Regions from separate parts of the Sus scrofa genome. Here regions 1 and 3 are each linked to region 2. A link is a contact called in public HiChIP or PLAC-seq and promoter capture Hi-C data. All regions are on one chromosome and are shown on one strand. Each heading gives the region's core, a stretch centred on a gene start, on an enhancer-like site or on the middle of the called end of the contact. The rest is flanking DNA. Distances are from core to core; before and after follow the strand shown.

Region 1 (3,903 bases), core at 555-3,054, 260 kb after region 2:
GTAAAAGGGGCTGATGACCACTTGTCCCTGCACAGCTCTTCAGGAGTTCAGGGAGAAAGGGAAGGAGATTCCAGGTGATTCCAGCTGGGAAGGAACTGCCACCTCTCTCGGTCTGCCTCAGTCACAGCCTCTGCGAAATGGGAGATTATGCCCTGCCTCATTTCCTTGGACAATTCCCACCCAAAGTCACAAAGTCAAAGGCTTCAGGGGACAGGAAGCTCCTAAGTGCAAAAGGCCAGGGAGGACCTGGGCCACCAGGAAGGCGCTGCCGCTCTTCCTCTCCTCCCTGCTCCTCTGGGGCAGTTGTCCCAGCCCACTTCTCACTCCGCAGACTGGGACCAGGGGGTGAGGCCCCGACGACGGCGTGAGTCAGGAATCCTCGAACTGTCTCCGGACCGTGAGAGCGGAGATCCCTGCAGCCCCAGGGCTCAAGGCCCACGGGCCCCTCTAGACGTTTTCCGCACTGATGTTGCGCATCCTGAGATGACCCTGCCTCGACTCCCGAGGCCCGTTACCCGTATTCACCCCGCTCTCCCTGGAGCCCCAGCAGTTCCCACCTCGCCTCCAGCCCCACCAGCTAGGCGCCTCTACTTCAGGGCGAGAGTCCGACCGAGATGGCCCTGACTGCGCGTCCGCCCCGCCCGGGCCCAGGGGCCGCCCCGACGAGGCGGCCGGGGGAGCTTGAAATCCGCCGGAGGGCAGCCCTCCAGCTCCGCGCGACACAGCGCAGCCGGAGACCCTTACCTCCTCGGCCGGGGCCCCGTGCGCCCCGCGCCCCGCCTGCAGCCGGCCGGCCAGACCACACTCAGCCACCGCGTTCCGCTGGTCGGCGGGGGCCAAACTCCGCCGCCCAAGCCGCCGCGTTCCAACTCTCCCCGACACGCCCCTCGATACGGCTCCGCCAATCCGAGCCCTGGCTCGCAGCGGGGGCGGGGCCTGGGCGCCCACTCTTGGAACTCAAGTTCCCGAGAAATGTACGCGGGCGGAACGGCAGGAGTTTGAGTGGGTTTGCGGTGCGCGCTTGCCCCGGGCCTGCGCTGGGAGTTCTCCTCGTTCGCTCCGGGAGCTGAGTCCCTACTTTCAGGCCCCCGCCCCCCCAGTTTCCCTTTCCGCCGCCACACTCCGCTGGCTGGCTGTTCTCGCCCCGAGGGAGACTGCGTCCTCGCCCGACCGGGGCCTGCCTGCGGGCCAGGAGAATGGGGCGGGAGGCGGTGTGTTATTACTGTGCCTTCTGCTGCCCCTGGCGAACCTCCCTGCTGCTAGCTGACACAGTCCTCTCTCGGCAGCTGAGAGACTGATAATCATAATATTAAAAATGAGCAGCCTTCTCTGTTCTATAGCTTAAAAAATTGTATAGTGGATACTTTCAAACATATCCTGAAGATGCGAATTCAATGGACTCACCTACCCATTCCCGAACGGCAACATTCCGGTCACCAGCGGGTAATATCCCCCCCCCCATCCCCCTCAACACTTCATTTCACACTAGCTTCTTCCTGTTCTTCAAACCCCCAAGGTTGTTCTCACCTTTGTGCCTTTGCACTTCCTTTTCGTCTCCAGATCTTCCCCAGGCTGCATTGTTGGCATTTAAGGTCAACTCAAACTGTCACCTCCTCTGAGGCTTCCCTGACCCACCCCGTCACCCTCTCCTACCTCACCCCGTTTTATTATTTTGGAAAGCTCTTCTCTAAACCTGAGATCATCTGATGAAGTCACTTGTTTACATGTCCGTGGCTATCCCCCCCACCTCGGCTGTGAGCCCGCGCGGGCTGGACTGCTTCTCTCGTTCGTTCCTTTCTCTCCAGTGCCGAGAACTGAGTTCTGCTCTTAGTCAATGGTCTGTCACCCAGATGGGTTTGTCTTACCAAATAGGGCAGACCTGGGCATTGTCTGCCCAGAGGGGCTGGCTCAGGCCAGGGCAGTGCCTGCTGGGCGAGGACCAAAGTGAGAGACAGCAGCTGGAGGAAGAGCTGACCCGGTTCTGCGTGCCTGGCTCACTGGACCTCCTGCTCTGCCCAGGGCCAGGGGGCGGTGCTGGGGGTCTGAGCTGAGCAATGGGGGCTGGCTCTCCTGGGTGGTGTGGACAGGGACTGTGAGGTGGGGTCCTGCGCTGGGATCTGCCTTTCCCAGCCCAGTGGAATGGGCACGTTCCCACAAGGGAAGGGGATGAGGCAAGAGAGGAAAGAACCAGGAGAGGCCTAGAGGAGGAGGAGGGGTGGAAGCGATAGGCAGCCAGCTGTGGCCTCAGAGAGTCCACCTCCACTGCCTTCCCAGCCGTGGTTACCCTCACCCAGCAGAAGCCACGGCCCCACAAAAGTATTTAAACATTTATACTGTGCATTGCCAAGACTTCGTCTTTAAGGATTATACACAAATATCAGGATTTTCAGCTTCTCTTAAACCAGAGGATTTGAAGGTTCCAGTCCCCCATCTCTGCATGGAGCTGTCCCCTTTAGATAGGGCCTGTGTTCCCCCACTCACCACAGTCCCCACCACTCTCATCCCCACTTTACCCACTTACGTACCTGCAGTTGAATACACATTTTTTTGAGAAAGTTATATTTTTAATTTAATGTTTTTAATGTTCAACAAAATTAATGTCAATTCTTTGTTGTTGTTTTTTTGTTTATTTTTTTAGGGTCACACCCTTGACATATGGAACTTCCCAGGCTAGGGGTCGAATCGGAGCTGCAGTCACCGGCCTGCACCACAGCCACAGCAACGTAGGATCCTTAACCCACTGAGCAAGGCCAGGGATCGAACCCACATCCTCATGGATCCTGGTCAGGTTCCTTAACCACTGAGCCGTAAAGGGGACTCCTGTAAATTCTATTTATATAAATTCAGAAAGAGACAGTGTCAGCTTAGGTGATAAAATTATATACAAAGAAGAACAGGAATTTATTATCATAAACACTAGGATAGTAGTTGCCTTATGAAAAGGAGAAAGAAGGGTTCTTCGAAGCAAGCAGGAGAGGGATTGAGGATGCTATAATGTTTGTTTTCTTGACTTAGGTAATAGCTACATGACCACTGGGTTTGCAGTAAGATATTTAGCTGAACACAGAACAACAATTATATATTGTATGTATATGTTTCTGTACATCTATTTGTTATCAGATAGGTTAAATCATATACAGTAAATAAAATACATTGTAAATGACAAATAATTTGGTAATGAATCAACACTTAATTAAAACTCTCATTCTCCTAATTAAATTGATTATAGTCAAACTATACTTCTGATAACCAGAGAATGGAAGGAAAAGATAAACCTCTGAAGACAATGTTATAAATTAAGAGAATGCTAGTTTTAAAGTACTCTGATAAAATGACATGTCTTTTAATCATTGCTTTTATTATGAAAATTAATTCAAATGTAATGCCCTTAGTGTTTCTATTTTTCTTTTTTCTTTTTTTTCTTTTTTGGTTTTAGTAGCTCTGTAATAAGTCAATTGACTACAAAGATTTTCTCCCATGGAATAAACATTTGAGTTTAAGAGTTCTGCTGGCATAGCCAGGCCTCCCTCTCCACCAGACAGAAGAGAGAGAGAGACCAGGCCCCAAGATCCCAGAGGCTGCGTTATAACCAGGGAGATGCGTAGAGAGAGACACAGGGAAATGCCATCCCAAGTACACACATGCTTGTCGCTGGGGGTGGGGGGATAGGGATGGAGGGAGCTTGGAGCTTTGCCTTTAAGGCCATGTTCCATGACGGCCTCAGGGCCAGATCCCTCACTTCCCCAGCAAGAGAGGGCGTCCTCCAGGAAGGCAGGCCCTGCCTGGGCTGAGGTGGCTCTGGGAAGCCCTGTGATTAGGCCCTCGGGCACAGAGCAGGTGTCCAGGAAAGGGAGGCATGTTTGTGATTCCGGAAAACCAGAGAGAAGATCACCCCTGTTGGTC
Region 2 (3,716 bases), core at 450-2,949:
GGGCTGTCTTTTCATCTTTCTTTATTCTTCACTTCAAAAAAGAAAAAAAAAAATATTGCCGTACAATTTAAACACCCTCAACTTGAATTTTTAAACCTCTCATTTGAAAAAAGCCAAGTCTAAAACCCAACTCTTAAGGCTCTCAGAAAGGGAAATCCAACGCACAAAATAATTCAGAACAACCAGAGCAAAGTCGGAAAGGTTCCCACAATTTATCCCAACAGGTGGTTTCCATGCAAACCAGGATTTTTGAGGTTCTATGACAAAGCCCCTCATCTAGCTGACCTGCTTATATTGTACACCTATGTAAGTAGCCATTTTTATACAGAAATACTCAAGAGAAAAAGCTAGGGATTCCCAGTGTTTATAATTTTCAAACAAATCCTAACCTTTATATCCAGGATACTCTCAATATGGCATAAGACATTTTAAGTAAATTAAACGTTGCCTTTCAAAGCAAGAATTTCAATTTCAGGAGACAGTGAGAAACTTGAAACGATACAGAATCCAAGGCGGGGGGAATCTCAAATTAAGCAGTAATACTGTATTTCTTAAATGTGTATACTTGTTCATATACAATCCCATTAGGAAATACAAAACGTTCTTCCCCCTTTACTGGTATTAAAACTCACTTATATAATTGAAGTTATAAATTAATAAAAGAGCATTCTATTTTGACAAATACTAAACCAAAGCTGGAACTGCATATAAAGTGTATCACTACAAACTTTATAAAACTTCTAGGTGCAATCAGACAAAGAGCAACAAACAGTATATACATCTTAGCAACCATGAGATAACAAGCTAAAAAAATAAGATGACACTTCGATTCACAGCGTGCCCTTAACCAAGAAAATTCCCACATACTGTTATATGCATTAAGATTAAAAACTCCCGTTCGTACACAAATTAAACAGATTAACGCAGCATCCCTCTTCCCCATCCTCCCCTCCCCTCGAAGGTCAAAGGGCGCCAGACAAAAGACAACAAAAGCACGTGATAAAAGTTTCTCCCTACGCGCTCTCCAGGCCTAGAGGCTGCGCGCCTCGCCCGTTCGGGGTCCGGAGTGAGCTGGGCCCAGACCAAAGGGCTGAGACCCACTGAAGTAAGGAGGGGGTCTGCCGGGACCTGCAGGGAGCAGCTCCCAGCCCCGGGGAAGGGGCGCAGGGCGCTGAGGATGTGCCGGGGCGCGGGCGCCTCCCGAGACCACTGGCGGAAGCGCGGGGCCAGAAGCGAGGCCTGTTACCTTTTCTTGCTCCTCGCGGAGTCGCGCCACCTCCGGGGCGCGCAGCGGCGCCGCGGCCGAGGCCGAGGCCGAGATGTGGGGCTCGGGGTCGGGCGAGGCCTCCATGGCGGAGGCGCCGGGGCCTCAGCGGGGCGAACGAGTCCTAAACAAGTGTTTATGGAGGCGGCGTGGCCGGCGGCTGCCCAGCGCCCGCGTGCTCGCCCTCATGCACTGCGCACCCCGCGCTGAGGAGGCCGCGCCCGCCTTCTCCGCTACCGCGGCGGCCGCTGCTCCCGTCCGGGCTGCCCGCGGCCGCATCTCACACGCGCATGCCGCCCGCCACCGCCGCCACCGCGGGCTCGGAGCAGCAGGCCGGCCGTTGAAGGGGAGAAGCGCCGATCCGGTGCGCCTGGGCCGAGCCAGGCGTCCTGTGGCTGCCGCGCCTCCTCCCCGCCTCCTCCGCAGGCCCCGCCCCTCGCCCCGCCCCGCGCGGCACGCAGGATGCGCGCTTCCTCCTCCCCTCGTCCCGCCCCAGGTGAATCACGTGGTGTAGGAGCGGAGCGAGGCGGCTGGCTTAACTAAAGATTATTCTGCTTGTAGCCCTCTGGAAGCCTTCATTCTAGCGAAGACGGATGCTCAGTTCAAGGAGGTGAGCCCTGTCTTGGCCTTGTGCACCCCCTTCATCCCCCCAGGTGTTTAGCGCTGCATCTGGCGGTAAGAGCTTAATTGATGCACTAATACTGCTTCATAAGCACATTTAATTTTTGGCAAATTCAACCCTTTCTTGTGCCCGTCTAATGAATTAAAATAAGCAATTAAATTTTGCATGTATGTTAATTACTGCACATATAAGTTTTCCTCATATAAAGCTATTGTGCTTAAATTAATATATTGCCATGTGTGGTCTGTTTAAGAGGCTTTTCGAGAATAACTTTGCCCAGGGTAGTCCCCGTCACTGGCTCAGCTTAACGAACCCGACTCATAGCCATGAGAAGGAAAGTTCCATCCCCTGGCCTCACTCAGTGGGTTAGGGCTCCTGTGTTGCCATAACTGTGGTGTAGGTCACAGATGAGGCTAGGATCTGGCATTGGTGTAGGCCGGCAGATTCGGCCCCTAGCCTGGGAGCTTCCATGTACCAAGGGTGTCGCCCTCAAAAGACAAAAATAAAAAACTTTGCCCATACTTTTTCTTTTATTTCAAAACTCCTGTAACCTCTTTCTCACTCATCCTCTGTACACAGTAGGCACCCAATTAATGCTTACTGAATGGAACTGGCCTTTCACTAACAAGCATCCCTGCTCCAATCCCTAACAGTAGGGTTGGGTTCTGTTCCTTCAGCATTGTGCAGTTGGGAATGAGCTGGGAGGTGTCTGCAGGTCACACCCTCATCTAGCTGCTTGCTGGATTTCTCTTCCCTTGTGGCCAGCACCCTTTTTCCATTTGCTTCAAAGAAGCAAGAAAAACCTGGCAAATGGTAGATGTTAACTGCTCTCTTTTCCTCACTGCATAACCAAGATCAGTATGTCTAAAACAGACAGACTCTGACTACTTTATACCACCATCATCTCCCTGTCCTGAACTACTTCAGTAGCTCCTTCTCTGGTCTCCCTGCTCTCACTTTTGCCCCCCGTAATGGACACTGGCAACTGCCCACCCTGACTCCCCTCAATCAGATGTACAGCCCTGGCCCACATAGCCCCTGTGCCTGTGGGAAGCTTATCTACTCCCAGCTCCAATCAAAGAATAATGCATCTTCCTTGTAAGTGATTAGTTTAGGAATGGGCATGTGACACTCTACAGATAGAGGTTTGCTGGAGGCTTCTGAGAAATTACTTCCTCGTTCTTTTCAAGTGCACCCATCAAAAATCTATCCTCCCCTTAGCTCAGAAGTACAAAGTATATGGCCCTGGGTTTTTTAGGTTGAGGAAGAACACCTAGACACATCCTAGACTCAGAATCAAGTTGAATCTGTGACCAGCAGAGCCAAGAGACAGAACCTGAGTCCTTGGCTATGTCATGGCATTTGATTCGGGGATAAATCGGCCAACTCTGAAGCCTCCATTACTTCTAGACTTCATTTTAAAGGGCCAGTAAATTTCCTGACTGATCAAGGCAGTTTGCATCAGGCTTGCTTGCCTGCCTGCCTGCCTTCCTTTCCTTCCTTCCTTCCTTCCTTCCTTCCTTCCTTCCTTCCTTCCTTCCTTCCTTCTTTCTTTCTTTCTTTCTTTCTTTCTTTCTTTCTTTTTTCTTTTTAGGGCCATACCTGCTGTATATGGAAGTTCCCAGGCTGGGGTGAAATCAGGGCTGCAGCTGCCAGCCTATGTCTCAGCCATGATGACAACAGATTCAAGCCACATCTGCAACCTACACCACAGCTTGCGGCAACACAGGAGCCTTAACCCACTGAGTGAAGCTAAGGATTGAACCCACATCCTCATGGTTACTAGTAGGGTTCTTAACTGGCTAAGCCACAACGGGAATTCCCGCACCA
Region 3 (3,618 bases), core at 137-2,636, 310 kb after region 2:
GAACCTGAAACCTCATGGTTCCTAGTCAGATTCGTTAACCACTGAGCCAAGGTGGGAACTCCCTCCTGGTTCTTAATTTGTCTGAAGAAGAAAACCACACACTGAGGACAGAATATGGGTGTGAACGGAATAAAAATGAGACAAAGACCTGGTTTAAGGGCCAAAAGATTAGAAAGTCTGGTTCATACTAGACTCTGTAAATTCTGCCCCAGCTCTCTTTGTGCTTCTCAGGTACATTGGACCAAGCAAGCCAAAGGGGTTACAAGTTTTATATACACAGTCTGGTTCTCCCTCCAATGGAAGATAGGGATTAAAACCTATCTGCAGGGCCTGGAACCCCCGGAATGACTTTGTGCTTGTCATAGGTTCCTAGCATTAGACGTGGAAGTCTTTTTTTTTTTTTTCCTTTCTGTAACAATAGATATCTAACAGTTAGTGACCCCTCATTACTTGCCATGCCCCTGATTTAAAGCTACATACATTTTATCTCATTACACTTTCTGAACAATCCTTTAAAGGAGCTATTATTCCTATTCTATACTAAGAAAACTGAAGTTCAGATACGCTGAGACACTGGATCACATACATAGGAAGTGAGAGAGGTGGCCCTCAAAATCCAGTTTTAAAGGTGTCACTCCCCTGCCTATAACTGTCCTGGGTGCTTGCTCCTCTCCTTGGCACACCTCTTCTCTGCTCAACTCCCAAAGCTTTGGTTTAGTGATATCGTTCCCCAGCACGCTCCCTGAGCTTTACACTAGGGAAGAGTCCCTCACATAACATCAGGCTGGGCAGGCACCTTCATCAGTACCTTACACAAAGGTAAACAGGGTTGCAGAGAGGAGCAGGGCCTTGACCAGGCCACCCAGGGAGGTACTGGCCAAGTTCGGCCAGGGCCTTGGGCCCTCCTCTAGCACCACACACGACTGGCAGCGCCCCCGAGATTAACCTGCTTCCAGCTCTGCCATCAATCCCTAGCTCAGAGACTGAGCCAGGCACACTGGGACTCCCGTGCCTTAGTTTTATTTATGTTAAGGAGGGATAATTCCCACAACAGTTCCACCAGCACCCACATCTAGTCTCCGACTCTTTACACCTCACTCCACCCCTCTCCAAAGTCGTGGCCCTCAACCTGGCTTACTCTTCATTCTCGGACCGCTTCCGGTGCGCTTTTCTGACGTCTCCTTCAGCGTCGCTCCCTCTTTACCTCCCTCTACTTTCTTCAGCAGCCTCGACTACCAAGCCTCTCGCCAAAGTTTGTGGCGGAGAGGTTTCCTGTGTCTGAAGTCGCGCGGTATGCTACATTGATACCAACACGCTCCTACTTTTAGCTGGAGTCGCTGCCCCAAACTCGAGGTTGGCGCCCCTGTGACGTCACCGACGCGCGCCGACCTAGGTTGGCGCATGCGCCTTGGGGCGGACTCCGCCGCACAAAGCGCCGTGGGGCTCTTTTCAGTTCGTGTGTTTTCTAGGCGAGGGAAGGCCAGAGGCAGTAGGGTTGGAGTTGGGGTGTGACATGCTTATGAAAGCCTGGAGTAGAGAGAGGCGGGTCGACTTGGAGAGGACTCGAGGGAGGTTGGGCCCCCGGGGTGGGTGGAAACGGGTTGGGGCGGGGCGGGGGGTGGTGATGGAGGAAATGAGTCTCTGCGGTCCCTGGTGAGTGCTCTCTACAGACCATCTGAGGCACTGAAGGATAGAAGGCTTAGGTTCTTATTCTGTCTGCTGTTAGCTAGGTGTGCAACCTCGCTTAAGGCACTTCCCATCTCTGGGCCTCACTTTTCCCCGTTCTGCTTAGTGGGGTTGGACTTGATGGTCTCAGAGTTTTCTAGAGGCTCGGCATATTAGTTTCCGTCAATAAGATGAAAGGCAAGGAGGAGTTCCTGCCGTTGGACAATGGGTTAAGAATCCGACTAGAGTGACCAGCGGTTAGATTCCCCCGGGCACCCCGGGCAGTGGGTTAAAGGATCCTTTGTTGCTACGGCTACGGCTCAGGTCTGAGCGCCTGGGATTCAATCCTTGCCCTGGAACAACTTCCTTATGCCGCGGGTCCGGCCTTAGGTTGAACAAAAAAAGTTAGAAGGCAAGGAGTTGATTCCCATTGCCCCGGGGTTGGGTTCAAGAAGTGTGTCAAGAAGGCCTGGGTGGAGGCCTCTTAGAAGCTACCTTAAGTTTTGCTGAGAGCTGGGCCTGGGTAGGGCCCTGCTCTGGAGAGAAAAGCAATACAGAGAGGTTCTGTGGTGGCTCAGTGGGTTAAGGATTTGGCCACTGTCACTGCTGTGGCTCTGGATACTGCTGTGGCACTAGTTTGATCCCTGGCCCAGGAAATTCCACGCATTCCACTGGCATGGCCAAAAAGAAAAAAAATAATGAAAAATAAAAGCAATATGGTCCATGTATTCTAAGCCAGTGGTTCTCAACTTTCAGTACAGTATAAACTCCTTTTAAAGGAAAAAAAAAAAAATTTCCCAGGGAATCCTGGGAGTATGTCCACACACCTGAGTTTGAGAAATATTTAAGTTTCTTTGGGTGGTGACCTTGTGTCATTTTGATCTTAAACATAAGACTACAGGCCCTGGAACTGAGCATTTACCTTCTATGTATATTACTATCAAAATGGAAACAGAGCATTAAAACTAAAATATGTCATATTTTCAGATGTCTGAGAATACTTAGGAGCCCACGGGATTAAATTTGAGAAATTGCTCTTGGGGTTCCATACTATGTAAACTACCAAATGTATATTTTATTTTTTTAATTTATTTTTTATTCTTTTTGTTTTTTTAGAGACGCACCCGCAGCATATGGAGGTTCCGAGGCTAGGGGTCGAATCGGAGCTGTAGCCACTGGCCTACACCACAGCTACAGCAATGTCAGATCTGAACCGCATCTGTGACCTACACCACAGCTCACGGCAACACCGTATCCTTAACCCACTGAGCGAGGCCAGGGATTGAACCTGCATCTCATGGAGGTCAGATTTGTTTCCGCTGAGCCATGAAGGGAACTCCTGAATGGGTATTTTAAAATAGCAGCACAAGGAGTTCCCATTGTGGCGCAGTGGTTAACTAATCCGACTAGGAACCATGAGGTTGTGGGTTCGATCCCTGCCCTTGCTCAGCAGGTTAAGGATCCGGCATTGCCGTGAGCTGTGGTGTAGGTCGCAGACGTGGCTCGGATCTGGCGTTGCTATGGCTCTGGCGTAAGCTGGCAGCTACAGCTCCGATTCGACCCCTAGGAACCTCCATGTGCCGCCGGAGTGGCCCTAGAAAAGGCGAAAAGACAAAAAAAAAAAAAAAAAGAAAGAAAGAAAAAATATAGCAGCACAAGACAGCAAGAGCCAATTTCAGTGCTTACTCGAGGGAACCCTTTTGAACAGGACCTTTGTGATTATGGAGGTAAGGGAGAAGCCAGACCTCTTTGTCATCAAGAGCTTTTCTAGAGTTGTTAGGACTCTTAACTCCCAATTGACCTCTTCTGGAGTAGCCAAGACAGCCCTGGATGACTGCCAGTCTTCCTTAGAATTCCATGGTTGTGGGGTGAGCACTCCCAGAGCTGTAGTCACTCCATAGTTCCCTGATCGCTAAATCTTTTTAAAAAGCAAACTGCTTTATTGTCCTCAGG

What was found. Promoter capture Hi-C pulls out the DNA fragments that hold promoters and counts their contacts. HiChIP or PLAC-seq counts read pairs in DNA pulled down with a chosen protein or histone mark.
Region 1: a contact with region 2 is called in an H3K27ac HiChIP or PLAC-seq map of alveolar macrophages. The contact joins the promoter of PLEKHF1 here to the promoter of URI1 in region 2. A contact is called at or near these places in 1 of 5 promoter capture datasets (liver) and 1 of 2 datasets of contacts at active chromatin or transcription factors (alveolar macrophages).
Region 3: a contact with region 2 is called in a promoter capture Hi-C map of liver, with 4 times the contacts expected there. The contact joins the promoter of POP4 here to the promoter of URI1 in region 2. A contact is called at or near these places in 1 of 5 promoter capture datasets (liver), 2 of 47 Hi-C or Micro-C datasets (embryonic fibroblasts and heart right ventricle) and 1 of 2 datasets of contacts at active chromatin or transcription factors (alveolar macrophages).

Annotation. Positions count from the first base shown.
Region 1 is chr6:39,784,102-39,788,004 of Sscrofa11.1, reverse strand. PLEKHF1 (pleckstrin homology domain-containing family F member 1) reads right to left here and starts at 1,804. Exons shown (of 2, transcript XM_005653260.3): 1 at 1,528-1,804.
Region 2 is chr6:40,041,303-40,045,018 of Sscrofa11.1, reverse strand. URI1 (unconventional prefoldin RPB5 interactor 1) reads right to left here and starts at 1,699. Exons shown (of 11, transcript XM_003355831.4): 1 at 1,247-1,699. The coding sequence starts at 1,351.
Region 3 is chr6:39,732,291-39,735,908 of Sscrofa11.1, reverse strand. POP4 (ribonuclease P protein subunit p29) reads right to left here and starts at 1,386. Exons shown (of 7, transcript XM_003127004.4): 1 at 1,139-1,386. The coding sequence starts at 1,145.